Regions from separate parts of the Sus scrofa genome. Here regions 1 and 2 are each linked to region 3. The links are chromatin contacts, called in public Hi-C and HiChIP or PLAC-seq maps. All regions are on one chromosome and are shown on one strand. The core of a region is the stretch at or near the end of the contact, and the rest is flanking DNA. Distances in the headings are between cores, read along the strand shown.

Region 1 (5,014 bases), core at 320-2,819, 430 kb before region 3:
ACAGTTGTATTAGCAGTACCTGTGATTTTAAATTATTGATACTTGACTATTTCAATTGTTCCAGATATCTTGAAATATTCCTTATACTTACCACTACTTTGACATTATCGTGATTACATTAGGCCCACCACTAGATTTTGCTGTTTAATCAATTAAGAGGCATATTTATTAATATTTCGTGTATTCGAAAGTTATGTCTGAAAACTGGATTTCCATAAAATTGGTGTCCTTTGTGATTGTCCTAGCCAGTGTTGCTGGCCATTTCTGTCATGCCCCTCACCATCTGATGTCTGCTAAGTGTTCTCTCTGGAAAAGAGTAGGAAGTTTCTCTTTGTATTTTATTTTATGTACTTGGAAATATTTTTCTGAGATGGCTTCCATAGCTTTCATCAAACCACCAAAGGGATTGTGGCTTGAACATTATGAAGTCTGTTAGGTGAATGCATTGGGCTTTATGAATACTCAGGTACTGAGTAACCAGGACGTGATTTGGGAGGAGCTGGAAAAATAGTCCAGCATGTACTTCTCTGTGGCCTTGATTCCTTCATGTCTGGAATATTCTGTTTCTCCTCCTAGACAGAACTACATCCTCCCTTCTCCTTCCTTCCCCCTTTCACCTAGTACCTCTCATTTCTTCCTCATTCTCTCTCATTTTTATTTCTTTTTCTTCCTCCTTCATTTAGCTCCTCCTCCTCCTTTTTTCTTCCTTTTCCTCTCCTTTCTAAAAATATGAATATCTTAAAGAGTTTTGTGTTTCAACTATTTTCAAAAAATGCTTCCTCTTTTGGATCTAAGAATGAATCCAAAGATGGGGGGGGGAAGAGTTGAAAGCAAGCATTAATAACATCAAGAAGAAGTAAGATTTGCCAACGATAAGTGTAAGGTAACTACCTGGAGATCATTAAGAATTCACCTTGAAGGGCATCTATTTGGTGTGTTGGTCTGGCTCCAGGAAGGAGCCTGTGCATCTTGGTTCTGGCCCCATAATTCCGAGTCCTGTTTTCATGTCTGACTTACCTGGCTCCTTTTTATAAATTGTTTGCCTCATAAGATAATCATTTGCTCTTAATTTTCCAAGTACCCATAGGGAGGGACCTTTTTGAAAGAATGAGTTAATCAGACTGTATTACTGATTTGCAGTCATTTCTTTGGGATCGGTTCAAGACTATACATATTTATGGGCAAAAGTTATCACACAGTTTTGTTTAAAGTGGAACTTTTGATGCCTGAAATAAGTTAGTGTTTAGTTTCTGAGATTCATGGTCTCACCTGTCTGCTGAAATGTAATAGTGATTCATCTTAGTCATTGGTCATGGGTACCAGTACCTACTGATACCATCTGTATGGCTTTAGCATTTTTCCTCTTTTCCTTAAAGTAAGTCCTGTCTGGGATAATGCCATTTTTCTACACTAAAAACATTAGCTCGTCTTACAGCTAACATAAGCTGAAAATTAGAGGTGCCTGGGGGAGGGAAATGAGGCAGATGGATTGTTTACACGAGTGCTATAGTTTCACTTTTCATGCACCAGTCACCTTGGAAGAATGAATGCCCTGTAAGTTTGCCAATCAGATTGCTCCAGTCATCTCTAAACATTCCATTTGGTTTATTAGAATAATAAATACTGTGCAAAGAGAATTCATCTGGATCCAGGACATTATTCTGTGGTCAACTAGAGAAATATGTGCTACACCTTACCTCTGACTCGATTTGGTCAGGTGACACATTGAATTTGACAAGTGGATACAGATTTACTCTCTTTGGGCATTGACTCTGAGAATAGGTCACTGGAGTTACAGCTTGTGTAACTGAAGTTATAGCATCTTTGTTACCTCTCCTAGCCAATGTTGGTGGCCATTTCTGTCTTGCCCCTCACCATCTGATGTCTGCTAAGTGTTCTCTCTGGAAAAGAGTAAGAAGTTTCTCTTCATCCTGCCAGGCAGATTTGGGCATCTGAAATCAGCCCCAGAGAAGTCTTACCGAAGAGTCCATTTAAATGTTTCATCTGATTCGATGACTATGACTCTGAATTCATTTCCGTTTGGGAAGTGGAAGTTTTTAGGGCTGGTTTTCAGATCCTTCCATGTGTCCCTTCTCTTACTCACCCTTGTTACAGCTGTTCCCACCCATACCTCTGGTGCTCTTGGGGAAGAAGCTCTGTGAATTACACTGCTTCATCATAGCAGTTTGGGATTTTCTCTCACCCTGCTTTCTTTATCTGTAGAGTCCCTCTTCTCTGAGATCAGCTCACAATCCTTCTATGTCTCCAAGCCCTGGGTCAGATCCTCCCTCCTTCACAAGCCTATCCTACTGTCTTAATCTCTCACCACCCATCTCTCTTGCTGTGAAACTTTAACAGATCTGACAGTTGATATAAAAAGTTAGACTTTGGGCACAGGAAGCAATCAAATTGAGGCAGATAAATACTAAAATCATCAATATAAAATTTGGGTTTATTCATCTAAGACATATTAAAAAGATCGTAAGTAATCAGTATTTCTATGAACAAAGCTCTTACTTTACCATTTGATTACTGGGGGCAAAAGTTCTAGAGAAAAGTAATAAAATCTAAGATGGAAAAAAATTAGAAAATGATCAATGCAGTAGTCAGATTAATTGCAGCATTATTTATGAAGGGAAAACACCCTCAATGTCTAACAGTGGTGACTAGTTCCTTTAATACTATGCTTCTATTAATTGATAACAATTTAAAGTTAAATGATTTTAAATATTTTGCATCGGTAAGAATTTTGCCATGATGGTAAACAGTAAGAACAGAATATCAAATTATAAAAATGTGTATATATGGATCAGGATGGAGCATGGATAAATGAAAACAGTTGACTTGTTAAGTTAGTGCATGGGTAGTTTTTTTAATTGGAAGATTTCCATTGTAACAATATTATAAAACCCTGAAGTTTATTATAAGACTATATTAGAGTTTTAAGTGCTGTTTTCTATGAAAATTTTTGACATCCTAACTCAGTTATAAGCTTTGTAAAAGTGGGGACTCTTTGCCTTTTATTTCTACCATAGACTGTTTTTTGAAAGAGTAAACTGGGGAGTTCCCATTGTGGCCCAGTGGGTTAAGGACCCAGTGTTGTCTCTGTGAGGATGCAAGTTTGATCCCTACCCTCGCTCAGTGGGTTAAGGATCCGGTGTTGCCGAAAGCTACAGTGTAGATCACAGATGCAGCTCGGATCCAGTGTTGCCCTGGTGGAGGCTTCAGCTACAGCTCCAAGTTGACCCCTGGCTTGGCAACTTCCATTTGCCGCAGGTAGTGCCAGGAAAAAAAGGAAAAAAAAAAAAAAAAAAAAAGTAAATTGGAGTAGTCACTGTGGAAAACAGTATGGAAGTTCCTCAAAAGATTAAAAATAGAGTTAGCATATGATCTAGCAATTCCAATTCTGAGTATTTATCCAAAGAAAACAAAACCACCTAAATGTTTATCTTTTTTAATTTTTTTTGTTTTGTTTTTTAGGGCTGTACCCACAGCTTATGGAAGTTCCCACACTAGGGGTCAAATCAGAGCTATAGCTGCTGACCTACACCACAGCCACAGCCACGCCAGATCCAAGCCGTGTCTGCGACCTACACCATAGCTCACTGGCAATACCAGATCCTTAACCCACTGAGCCAGGGATTGAACCTGCATCCTCATGGATACTAGTTGGATTCATTTCTGCTGCACCACTACAGGAGCTCCCTTAAATGTTTATCAATGGATGAATGGATAAAGAAATTGTGGAATATATATACTATATGTAATGAAATATTATTCAGCCATAAAAAAGAATGAGACCTTGCCATTTGTGACATAGATGGACTCTAGGGCATTATGCTAAGTGAAATCCTTTGTGAATACTGTATGATCTCTTATATGTGGAAATAAAAAAACAAACAGGAATACAAGTTCATAGATATAGAGATCAGATTGGTGGTTGCCAAAGGTGAGGGTCAGGTTGTGGGAGAAATGGGTTATAGGGGTAAAAAGATAAAAGGAAAAAAAGAAAAACTTCTTTTAAAAGTAAAAAAAAATATACAGTAGAGCAGAACATATATTATCTCTCCAAAGAATTATTCAGTAATCAAGAATTCAGACCAAATGAAACATAGTTTAACGTAGTGAGCAAGAAAGATTTAATCTGCGTCTTTAGGAATATATGCATTATTTTGGGTGTATGTATATTAAAAACACAAACATGTCTTCTTTATCACCTAGAAAAGCAGAAAATCAAAAAGTTATAAATAAATTATCTCCTGATTTATACATTGAGCACTTAATATGTGGCAAGAATCCTTACTTAGAATCCGGAGGTTTATAATGTCCATGAAAAAATTTCCAAGAAAGGATAGTTAATGCTTTTGATTAATGGATAGATTTATTAATTTTGAGGAAAGCAAGAACATTAAAACTAAAGGATGGAAACTGATCATTTTGGAACACTTTCTATATACCAGACATGGTCCTAAATGTTTAGAATAGTTCGTTTCACTTAAATAGCTATCAAGTCCTGAGAGAAAGTTATTACTCCTCACCTTTTAATGGTGACATATGTAACTGAGACTATGAAACTTGAATTGTGTGAGGTGACGTGGGTAGTAAGATTTGAAACCAGTTGTTGGTTTTGATTCTTTGATTTTTTTTCTTATCCCTGAAACTTATCTTTCCTCAGTAATAAAATTATTGTGACCCTGGGAAGTCCCCACAGACTTTGTCTTCATAAAACTTAAAAACTCCAGGATCAGTGACTAGTCAAACAGCATATGTGTATCAGTTTATGTGTCTGTATTACTAATAATGATTTCTATGGTACCTTCAATATGTAACTTATTTTATAAAACTACATCATCTCAAGGATGGAGTTCACAATGTAGACTGTGACTTCAGCCTGTGTGTGTGTGTGTGTGTGTGTGTGTGTGTGTGTGTGTGTGTGTGATATCAAACAATGAAGGCACCTTCGCCTCCGTATCCTCACTCAAGGCTCCGCAGGTTGACTCTTTGTTTAGGACAG
Region 2 (4,678 bases), core at 878-3,377, 290 kb before region 3:
AAACTTGGCCTTCTGCTGGAGAATTCAAAAGTTCATATCAGGGGATGTTCAGAAAATGACTTCCTTCAGAATCAGGTGGTGGAGACCAATTATTATTAAATTCATAAAGCTTTCTTTCTCTCTCTCTGCCCTCTCTTCCTCCTTCCCTTCCTCCTCCCTCCCCACCCCTTCCCTTCCCTGTGGTCCCCTCCTCCCTCCCTCCCTGCCTTCTTTCCTCCTTCCTTCCTCCCTTCCGGTGTTCTTTTGTAAACTTGTTTCTGATGACCCCTTAATTCTTGCTTTTCAAGTTCAATTACATTTCTGTTGTTACATGTATATCAGTTGTTGAGTCTTTAGTATGCAGACGTGTTGAACTTGCCCTTCTGAAATTCTTCCAGGGTCACTTCGCCTTGTGGTCTAGGTCCAGGAAATTAGAATATTTCCAACTCATCAGGGACCATCTTGGCCTGGAGCAGAAGAGGGGTCTGAATCATTACCTAAGAGAGTTTTGTAGATTGTCACAGTTGGCAGCCTCAGAACTTGAGCTAATCCTGGAAATTCTTTAATTTCCCAGAAAGAAGGTTCCACAAGGTCAGGCTGAGGTCCTCAGAGAGAGCAGAGGGAATAAAGTTTGCAACTAGTCGCTTTTACAGCTGAACTTGAAGATAAATAAAATTATACCCATTTCTTTTGGATCATCAAGCATTTGACTTTCATTTGTTCTTTACTCCTTTTTCCCTGTATGTGAAGGAAAAAAAAAAAAAAAAGAATGCATTGTAATCACTGAAATAAAAGCAAACAAACTTGTTGATTCAGTTCCCATGGTGAATGCAAGGAAGGCCAGGCCAATAGAAACAACTGAGATATTACAAAAATGTGTTTCTTTCTGGCGGCTACACAGTCAGTCCTTTATATCCAGTCATTGTAATCAGCCCATCACCCAAGACTATTTCCAAGGTCATTATTCTGGTTGTGGGGGCTGCTTCTGCAAACAAGTGTTGATTCTACTAAATGTCCTCCCTCTCAAACGCTCTTTGGGGCAAACAATGAGTATCAAAGCATCATTCAGGAAAAGAAAATGTAAAAGATCAGAGAGATAAAACACTGCAGGTTTTCTAAAGGCTTAGGCATATCTGGCTCAAGCAACACAAATTATAAACTATGAAGCCACCTGTAAAATCCTGTTTTAATTAACTTGAAGGCACATCAATGTTATTTCAATTAAAATGAAATTCCGTTTAAATGGAAAACCACCCCTCCAGGGTACCTTGGGGCCTTGCTCACATGGATTTTAGGGTTGACAGGTGAAGCCTGTATTTAGAAAAACCAAAGCAAACTCTGTTTCTTTACAGCCTACTTAAACTTTGAAGGACCTGTCATAGGTTCCTTGGAATGTAAGGAGTGTCCATGGGTAGGGCCCAGGCACAGCTCAAAATGTTATTTGCCAATTCTTTTTCTGACTCTTCCAGTCTTCTTTCTGTTCCCAGCCTCCCTTCACCTCTTCAGTCCCTGGCCTTGGTGCCCCAGGACTACCTGTCCCTACTAGCTGATTTGTCCCCTACTATCCTTGGGGTGGACTGTGGATGACACAGAGATGCTTATAAAGAGACAGGGATGCCATCTCAGGCTTACAAGCAAAATGAATCTCAGATTGTCACAAAGGGCTGGTGAAAAAAATAGAACCCCTCTTCTGAAGCTAGGGCTTCACTAAATTTTTTTTTTCTTTTTGCGTTTTCTAGGGCTGCACCTCAGCATATGGAGGTTCCCAGGCGAGGGGTCTAATCGGAGGTGTAGCTGCCAAGCCTATGCCAGAGCCACAGCAACACGGGATCCAAGCCGAGTCTGCCACCTACACCACGGCTCACGGTAACACCGGATCCTTAACCCACCAAGGAATGCCAGGGATCGAACCCGCAACTTCATGGTTCTTAGTCAGATTCGTTAACCACTGAGCCATGACAGGAACTCCAGGCTTCACTAATTGTCTAAGAGCTGGAAGGAACCCTTAAGATCCTCTAATGGAAACCCTTCTTCCATGGAGTCAAAGTGACTTGTCCAAACCCTTTAAGGCCCCTCACATGGGGCTCCTCCATCTCGACTGCCATCCCTTCCCCTCCAGCCAGTGCCCCAGTTCTGTGGACCTGCTGATTACAACACCGTCCGTGGCTAGGAAACCCTGCCCTGTCAGCGGAACCTCTTTGCAGGCGAGCGGAGTTCACGTGCACACAGCACGTCAGGAGGACGGCTGAGTTTTAGTTCCAGTTCTGCCTTGCTTTGTTGGCTTAAACGAGTCACTTCTTCCTTTGTCTCTTTCCCCTATTGGTAAGGAGAAGATAATGAACCTTTCCACCGATCAGGCTCGCTGGAGTGTTATAACGAATAATGAGGTGATATTTGTAAAGTGCTTTGAGCGGCTGGGAACGAGGAGGGGTGAGCTCAGTAGAAAGCCTTATGCGCTGCAAGCACTTATCAACTGAGCTGTTGAACAATAGTGGCGACTAAGAATACTCAGAAATGAATTCCAGGGAGGAACCCTGCTTTGAATTTAGGAGGAGGATTAGTGGGGACCTAATAGGTATTCCACTTCTCCGGTTTCTTTGGTGTCCCCTCCAACCAGGAAAGGGAATTACATTCTTCTCTGTCGGATTCAGCCTGGAGTTTCAGTCGGGATGTCAGCGTGTACTTGTCTCCTCTTCTCACTCCGAGGCTGTGTTCTGTTGTAATTGTTAAAGCCTTGGGCATCTTCTCTCCCCAGGGATAATTTCACTTAGGAGCTATACAAATTAATTTCTATGCCGTGGCGGGGCTGCTGGTTAGAAGGGTGATTAGGGGAGCCTCGAAATCTAAAAGCGCCTGGGGAGCAATTTGGATGAAGCAAGGAAATCAAAAGGCAGGATCTTCATGTGGTTGATCTTTTTTTACTACACCGCCCCATGGGAATTTTCTCAGGCACTCAGATGTAGGCATAGTACGCAGCGTGGGACTGGACGGCCGTAGTGAAAGCCTCCTTCCTGGGAAGACGGAGACCTAGCCCAGGTAAAGGTGAACGTACCAGGTCCCTAAATATATTTAGAGCCACCTTGTAACGTCTTTACTCCCACCGAGAGTGAGCTGAGAGATGTTTATGGGGGCCCGACATGCGGGAATGTTTCCAAATGATGATTCTGGAGAGTTTCTGCAAACTCATGCCTCGCTGTTTCAGACCCTCAGTCCTGAGTTCAGTTCTCTCTCATTTTCTGGGCCAAGGAAGAAGAGCGAGGCAAATCCAAACCAGAGGAATGTTTGGAGCTTGTGCAACTCTCCGTAGGCCAACTGGACAGTGAGCCAAGAAGATTGGGGCTCCCTCCTCATTGGGCAGGGGTAGGGCTGAATTTTAGCATCCTCCTCTCAAGGATGTAGGGAGAGTTCAAGAGGTCATTTGGAACAGTGATTTTCCTGATCAAAGTTATATTAAGGAAATTATGCGGATACAGCTTTGTCCCCGGAAGTGTATGGGCTTCTTTGTCATCCCATCTTCCGCAAACCCTTCTTCTTAGTCCCTTCTCCAGGCCTCCGTCCATCCGTCTGTGGGGACTGACTGTCAGGCTTTCCGCTCCCAGGGGGACCAGTGGTGCCTGGACTAGCATCGCTCTATGATGACTTGTAAGCCTCCAGTAACCTTCAGCAATGGGCCCGAGAGCATCCCATCCTGCCTCTGCCTCTCCCTCTCTCTCACACATACACACACAAACACACACACACACACAGATGCACGTGTATACACATGGACACATGTGAGCACACCCTAGGCACCAGAGGCCCCTCTGTCCGTGGTGTCCAGCAAAGCCCCACTTGGATTTGGCCCCTCTCTGGGAGGTGACTCAGACCTCTGGACTCCTTCCTGAGTCTGCCACCAACTCATGTTGTGTTTCCTCAGCAAATCACATCTCTGCCCTGAGACTCCATGAAATAATCTGGGATTTGCTTGGCAGGATTCTCTGACCTCTCTCAAAGACCCCAATTTCTTGTTTATTATAGTTTGCATGTTTCAATCCTCCAAAAGCATTTGCAATATTTTCCTCATTTCCCTCTCCCAAGGTAGCTGTTTGGTCCCAGATGTGCATTTCCCTCCCCCCCCCCCCCGTGCCTTCTGGTGGTAGTGGTGGGGGTGCACTGAGACATTGGCCCCCCTCCTCTGTCCTTTCCTTCACCTCTGCCAGGGCAAAGACCAGGGCTGGGCTGACCTTTCCCGGCTGGGCCAGAAGAGAAGGCTGTGGAAACCCACACGCCCCCACTGGCCTCCCCTCTGCGGCCACAGCTGCCTGCCCTCCCCGCCCCCCCCCCTTGCCCCCCGCCTGCTCTTTCTCTCAGTGAGTCTCAGCGCCAGTGGCCCAGCGAGCCACTGGGAACAGAGGTCTGGCCCCTGCACTGGCCTGGGCTCCCCACACTAGAACATTCAGGCATCAATGGGAAACAGCAAGATCTGTCAGCATCGCCCCTTTCTGCGGGGCTTTGAGGGCTCCATTCTCCACGGCCATCTGTTCTCTTTCACCTCTCTGGACAATGTTGCTTTTTAAAGCCAGCGATTCTTCCTTCTTTATCCCCTCCTCTCTCCCGCCTCCGCCTCTTCTCTGTTCCCACCCTTTCCCCCCCTCAGCTCTCTCTTTGCCCAACCCTATGAAATTTGCCTCTCTGAAGAGAAAACTCACCCTTCTTCCAC
Region 3 (4,826 bases), core at 1,945-4,444:
TCTCTATGATTTTAATTGAGTGATGAATGATTCTAAACATCTTTTCATGTGTTCATTTGCCATCCATATTTCTTCTGTGGTGAAGTGCCTGTTCAAATATTTGCCCTTTTTAAAAAGTGGGTTGTTTTCTTATTATTGAGTTTCGAGAGGTTTTCTTCCTTTTTTTTTTTTTTTTTTTTTTTTGTCTTTTGTCTTTTTAGGGTCACACCCGCGGCATATGGAGGCTCCCAGGCTAGGAGTCTGATCAGAATTACAGCTGTTGGCCACAGCCATGCAGGATCCAAGCCACGTCTGCGACCTACACCACAGCTCACGGCCACGTGGGATCCCTAACCCACAGATCGAGGCCAGGGATCGAACCTGCAACCTCATGGTACCTAGTCAGATTCATTTACACTGTGCCACAATGGGAACACCATGAGAGGTGTTTTTTTTTTTTTAATAAAGTCTAGATACAAGTCCTCTGTCAGAGGTTTTACAAACATTTTCTCCCAGTCTAGGGCTTGTCTTTTCATTTTCTTAACAGTGTCATTTGAAAAAAAAGAACTTTTTCATTTCGAGACGTTCAATGTGTCAACTTTTCCTTTTATGGATTGTGCTTTTGGTGTCGTATCTTAAAAATCATTGCCCAACCCAAGTTGCAAAGATTTTTTTCCCATGTTTTCTTCTTTTTATATTGATACTTTTTTTTTCTTTTATACTTTTGCTCACGTTTCTGTCTTTATATTTTCATGTTTCACATTTAGGTTTATGATTCATTTTGAGTTATAGGCTAAGGTTTTTGTTTGCGTTTAGTTTGGTGGGGTTTTGGGGGGTTTGTTTTTTTGTTTTTTTTTTTGTTGTTTGTTTGTTTGTTTTGGTATATGGAGGTCCAAATTTTCCAGCACCATTTTTTTTAAGACTCTCCTTTCTCCATTGAATTCCCTTTGTACTTTGCTAAAAATTAACTAACTCTGCGTGTGTGGGTCTATTTCTGCATTTTCCATTATATTCCACTGTTATCAATGACCATCCTTTCATCAGTTCTACTGTCTTGATTACTCTAGCTTGATAACGATTCTTAAAATCAGGGAGTGTGAGTCTGCTTAAGTTGCACTGTTTTCCTACAAGGCCCTCCTCCTTCCCGTGGTCTTTTAGGCCAGGAGGCAGAGACCGAACAAAGCTCCAAGGCCCTGATGTGGCCTTGTGGGCCACTGTGATGCAATCTCCACCGGCCAGGATCACACAGTCAGTAGAAGTGCTGACGCACTTATGTTCTCTGCTTTTACCCAGCAATGTCAGACCTCCAAGCCTCTGCCTGCACAGCCCTGCCTCGGCCCCACCCCACCCCTTTTTCTTCTCCTGGTTAAACCTGGACCATCCTTTGAGGCTCCGCTAAGTCATGCTCCCCTTCAGGACACCGTGTCTGACTTCCTGGACTGGCTGAAGGCCCGACTCACTGTTGCCATGCTCCCACCCCCAAGCCTCCCTCTAGCTCAGTGTCCACCACATTCAATCTATAGACGTGTCAGTGACTGTCTCTGCCTCTGCCGCCAACACCCCGGGGCACATAACGTGTCTACTTTAGCAGGCTCCTCCCGGTGCCCAGCCCAGCCCCTGGCACAGCGCTGGTGCCAACACCTGGTTCTTGAATGAACAGAATCCACGGCACTTTCCTTGGGGCCCCATGTCAGCGGCAGTGGGAAGATGCCAAGCTCAGCCTGGAGAGGAAATCAGCTCTCCACCACTTTCTCCTCCTCTGTCCTGGTCCTCTTGTCTGAGGCCTTGGGAGCCTCAGCCAGTAAGAAAGGGTGATCAGAAATTCTGGCTCCTGAGAGGAAAGGAATTTCTCTTAAAGAATAGGGATCTCATTAGCAAACTCCAGGGGAACCAGGATGGCCTCCTCAAAAGGTTCCCACGTAAGCAGTTCACCACAGTGGCTGGAGTAGGGACTGGACCCATCTGCCCAGGTTTGAAATCAGAGTTCCCGAAGCTCCAGCTGCTTTACTACTAGGGCAAGTTACTTCACTTCTCTGTGTCTCAGTTTCCTCATCTGTAAAATGGGAACAAAGTGCTTCTTCTTTGGGTTGCTGTAGGGTTTTAAAGTCAATAGTGTGTATAAATAAATATAGGTATATACTTAAATATATACTTACTATGAACAAATGGGACAGATACCAATAAAGTGGGGTTGCTATCATTCTTTGGGGATTGCGACACCCTTGATGTCCACTGCTGTCAAGAGCACAGCTTCTTCCCCACTGGTCCCCCTCCCTCCTCAGGCAGGCATCAAAGCCATCAGCTTCCCGCTGCTGCTCTGATGCTCCCAGGAGCCATGTGCTGGGCAACAAGCCAGCAATGGGGACAGACTACTCCGGCCTCAGCATCCCTGTGTGCCACTAGGTGCCCAGCATTGTGGGCATCTCTGCCCAATGAGGCCTGGGTGGGAGTTCAGACCTGGATGCCCTGGAGTCCTCGGACAGCGATGGGTCAGCTTCAAGGCCAGAGAACCTAGACCATCTGTTGTGGGGGAGAAGCTCACTGGCAAGGGGACCCCAGGAAGCAGAGTCCTGTTTGCCTGCAAGATTAGATCACTCTGAAGGGGAGCCGGGGGGCCAAGAGAGCACCACTCACTTTATTCCAGGGCAGAGCACAGAAACCTATCTGAAAATGAGCAACTTTGAGGTCTGGAGGGAGGGAACCCCATTGTGTCTGGCCTTCCTCTCCGGATCTCAGGCTGCACACCTGGCTGTGTGCTCCACCCAGGCCGAGACAGAACATTCTGGGAGTTGCAGTCAGTGCAAAGGGCCCTGGAAGAAGAAGACAGCTGCTGGTTCTTGGGGCACCTGCCCGCCTCCCGCAGCCCCTCACACCTGGGCCACTAAACTTGGGCCTGATGGGCGGCCCCACCCTCCCACCCGCAGGGGAGCAACTCCCTCCTTCTTGCCTCATTGGTCCTGGCTGGACTTCCTGGTTCCTGGGTCCCTCACCCCCTCCCCCACCCCAGCACCACCCCCTGCAGAGCTGAGAAGGGCCCTGGGGTCAGGCTGCTTCCAGGCTGGGCGCCTCACAGCACCGCCAGGGAGGAGTGGGTGGACAGTGCTTTTGCCAGAGCCCCGGGGAGGAGGGCAGGGCATTCTTTTGAGTCCATTCAGCCGCTCAGCTATTTCCTGCCCTGCTCCAGCACCCGGCATGCTCCACCTGCTCTTACTTAACCATTTCCTGTTTACTGCCGGCCTCCTGCAGCCTCCAAGCTCCCCTGCAGCAGCCAGCAGCCCAGCCAGAGCTCCCCAGACAGACAGATGGACGCCTGGATGCCTGGAGAGACGAGGCTGGATGGCTGCTCTCTGGGCAGCAAAGGGCAGCCTAGTCCTTCCTTTTGGGCAGTTTTATCAACCCCAGGGTTAGATGGCATGGCTGGGCTTCCCCGGGGTGCAGATATGGGCCTGGGAGGACAAAAAGGACCCTCCCTGGCCCAGGCTGAGTCATCCCCTCACAAGAATCAGCCGTGGCCTCTAGTAGCCTCCTCTTCCTGGCGGCCCCCTTTCCTGTGGTCACCTGTCCACAGCTCCTCTCCCAGCTTCCCCACCAGGGCCAGACAGACACAAGAACCCTCGTGGTCCTTTTCACCTGCAAGGTTCCTACAGGCGAAATCTTCAATGGTGCTCTAATTACAGATTTGCAGGCAAAAATGTGGTCCCAGTCTCAGCACCACCTCTTTCTAGGTCTCTCACTTGGGCGAATTAAGGAACCTGTCTGGACTTCAGCTGGGTTTGGGTTGTTTTTTTTTCAAGGAGTAATAATATTACCTGTGGCCAAGGTCCATGTGATCATGATACCATATCACGTATGTGAAAGTTCCTAGTACAAAAGAAGCAATTGATGGTGTTGACTCCTATTATTATAGAGAAATTTCTTTAAAATTCCTCTATGTGTCGTGTTTTTTTGAAAAATGGTAAGAAAGCCCTCACTTCCTTGCCCTTCTAAAACTATGGGCTGACATGGAGCGAAATAAGAGAAGAGGCTTCTTGAACATCTCATACCCATGGGCTGTTGAAATTGCCCCTCAGCCCCAAATACGGCAGCAGGGATAGGGTGGACAGGGAGGAGCAGGACCAGTCCTGCAGAGAGAATCGTGGCTCCATGCCAAGGCCCGAAAGAGCAGGGAAGGCTGCAGAGGTGCCCTGAGACTCAGTCATCACTGGACCCATGGAAGCCCCTGGAGGCCACCTCTCAAACGTGAGGCTCCCCGCACCAGCTGCCTTAGCCTCATCTCTCGTCTTTCTCAACTTCGGCACTGTTGACACTTCAGCTAGGAGAATCCTTGGTTCTAGGGGTTGTCTTGTGCATTGTAAGATGTTTAGCAGCATCTCCAACTTCTGCCCAAAAAATGCCAGTAGCATCCCTTCCGCCCTCGCCAGTCGTGACAACCAAAAATATCTCCAGACATTGCCAAATGCCCCTGGGGCTGGGGATCACCTCCCTGCCTCCAGGGAGAACCACTGCTCTGGAAAAAGGCCATGAGCCATAGAAAGGGGTCCCCTGGTCCTCCACAGGTCCATCCCCCATCTCCCTACCTGCTCCTGGGTCTGCCTCCACACCTCATCCCCACCCCAGGCCTGGCTGGGATGTCTCCCCCAACATTCACTGGAAGAAGCAATGCCAATTCCCCAGCAAATGAGCTACCAGAGTTGGCCTCCAAGAGCAGGCAGCCCACTGCATCTTGGGAAGGCAGCCTTGTCCAGCTGGTGGCAATTAGCTGATGAGCTGACTCAGCAAGAATGGCCAGCGCTTGGCCAGGGAGTGGTCAGTGGAGGCGTCTAGGGGCTAAAAGAGGAAGCCAGAGC

Evidence for each region. A called contact is a pair of places that touch in the nucleus more often than the background predicts. HiChIP or PLAC-seq counts read pairs in DNA pulled down with a chosen protein or histone mark.
Region 1: a contact with region 3 is called in a Hi-C map of embryonic fibroblasts, with 3 times the contacts expected there. The contact joins two enhancer-like sites. A contact is called at or near these places in 6 of 47 Hi-C or Micro-C datasets (embryonic fibroblasts, epiblast stem cells, heart right ventricle and 2 more) and 2 of 2 datasets of contacts at active chromatin or transcription factors (alveolar macrophages and skeletal muscle).
Region 2: a contact with region 3 is called in an H3K27ac HiChIP or PLAC-seq map of alveolar macrophages. The contact joins two enhancer-like sites. A contact is called at or near these places in 1 of 47 Hi-C or Micro-C datasets (embryonic fibroblasts) and 2 of 2 datasets of contacts at active chromatin or transcription factors (alveolar macrophages and skeletal muscle).

Annotation. Positions count from the first base shown.
Region 1 is chr7:91,967,487-91,972,500 of Sscrofa11.1, forward strand. All of the region lies in intron 8 of RAD51B (DNA repair protein RAD51 homolog 2), which reads left to right. Among named protein-coding and RNA genes, the nearest start is that of RAD51B, 380 kb to the left of the region's middle. Within about 2 kb of position 1,570, at least 10 of the 83 cell types and tissues checked have an H3K27ac peak or open chromatin away from gene starts, as enhancers often do. A contact at or near this core is called in embryonic fibroblasts, where this site is marked.
Region 2 is chr7:92,103,039-92,107,716 of Sscrofa11.1, forward strand. The region is part of intron 9 of RAD51B (DNA repair protein RAD51 homolog 2); the gene reads left to right. It overlaps LOC106507734 (a long non-coding RNA gene), which reads right to left. Exons shown (of 3, transcript XR_002346146.1): 2 at 1-717. Among named protein-coding and RNA genes, the nearest start is that of ZFP36L1, 390 kb to the right of the region's middle. Within about 2 kb of position 2,128, at least 32 of the 83 cell types and tissues checked have an H3K27ac peak or open chromatin away from gene starts, as enhancers often do. A contact at or near this core is called in alveolar macrophages and skeletal muscle, where this site is marked.
Region 3 is chr7:92,394,712-92,399,537 of Sscrofa11.1, forward strand. No RefSeq gene overlaps it. Among named protein-coding and RNA genes, the nearest start is that of ZFP36L1, 99 kb to the right of the region's middle. Within about 2 kb of position 3,195, at least 45 of the 83 cell types and tissues checked have an H3K27ac peak or open chromatin away from gene starts, as enhancers often do. A contact at or near this core is called in alveolar macrophages, embryonic fibroblasts and skeletal muscle, where this site is marked.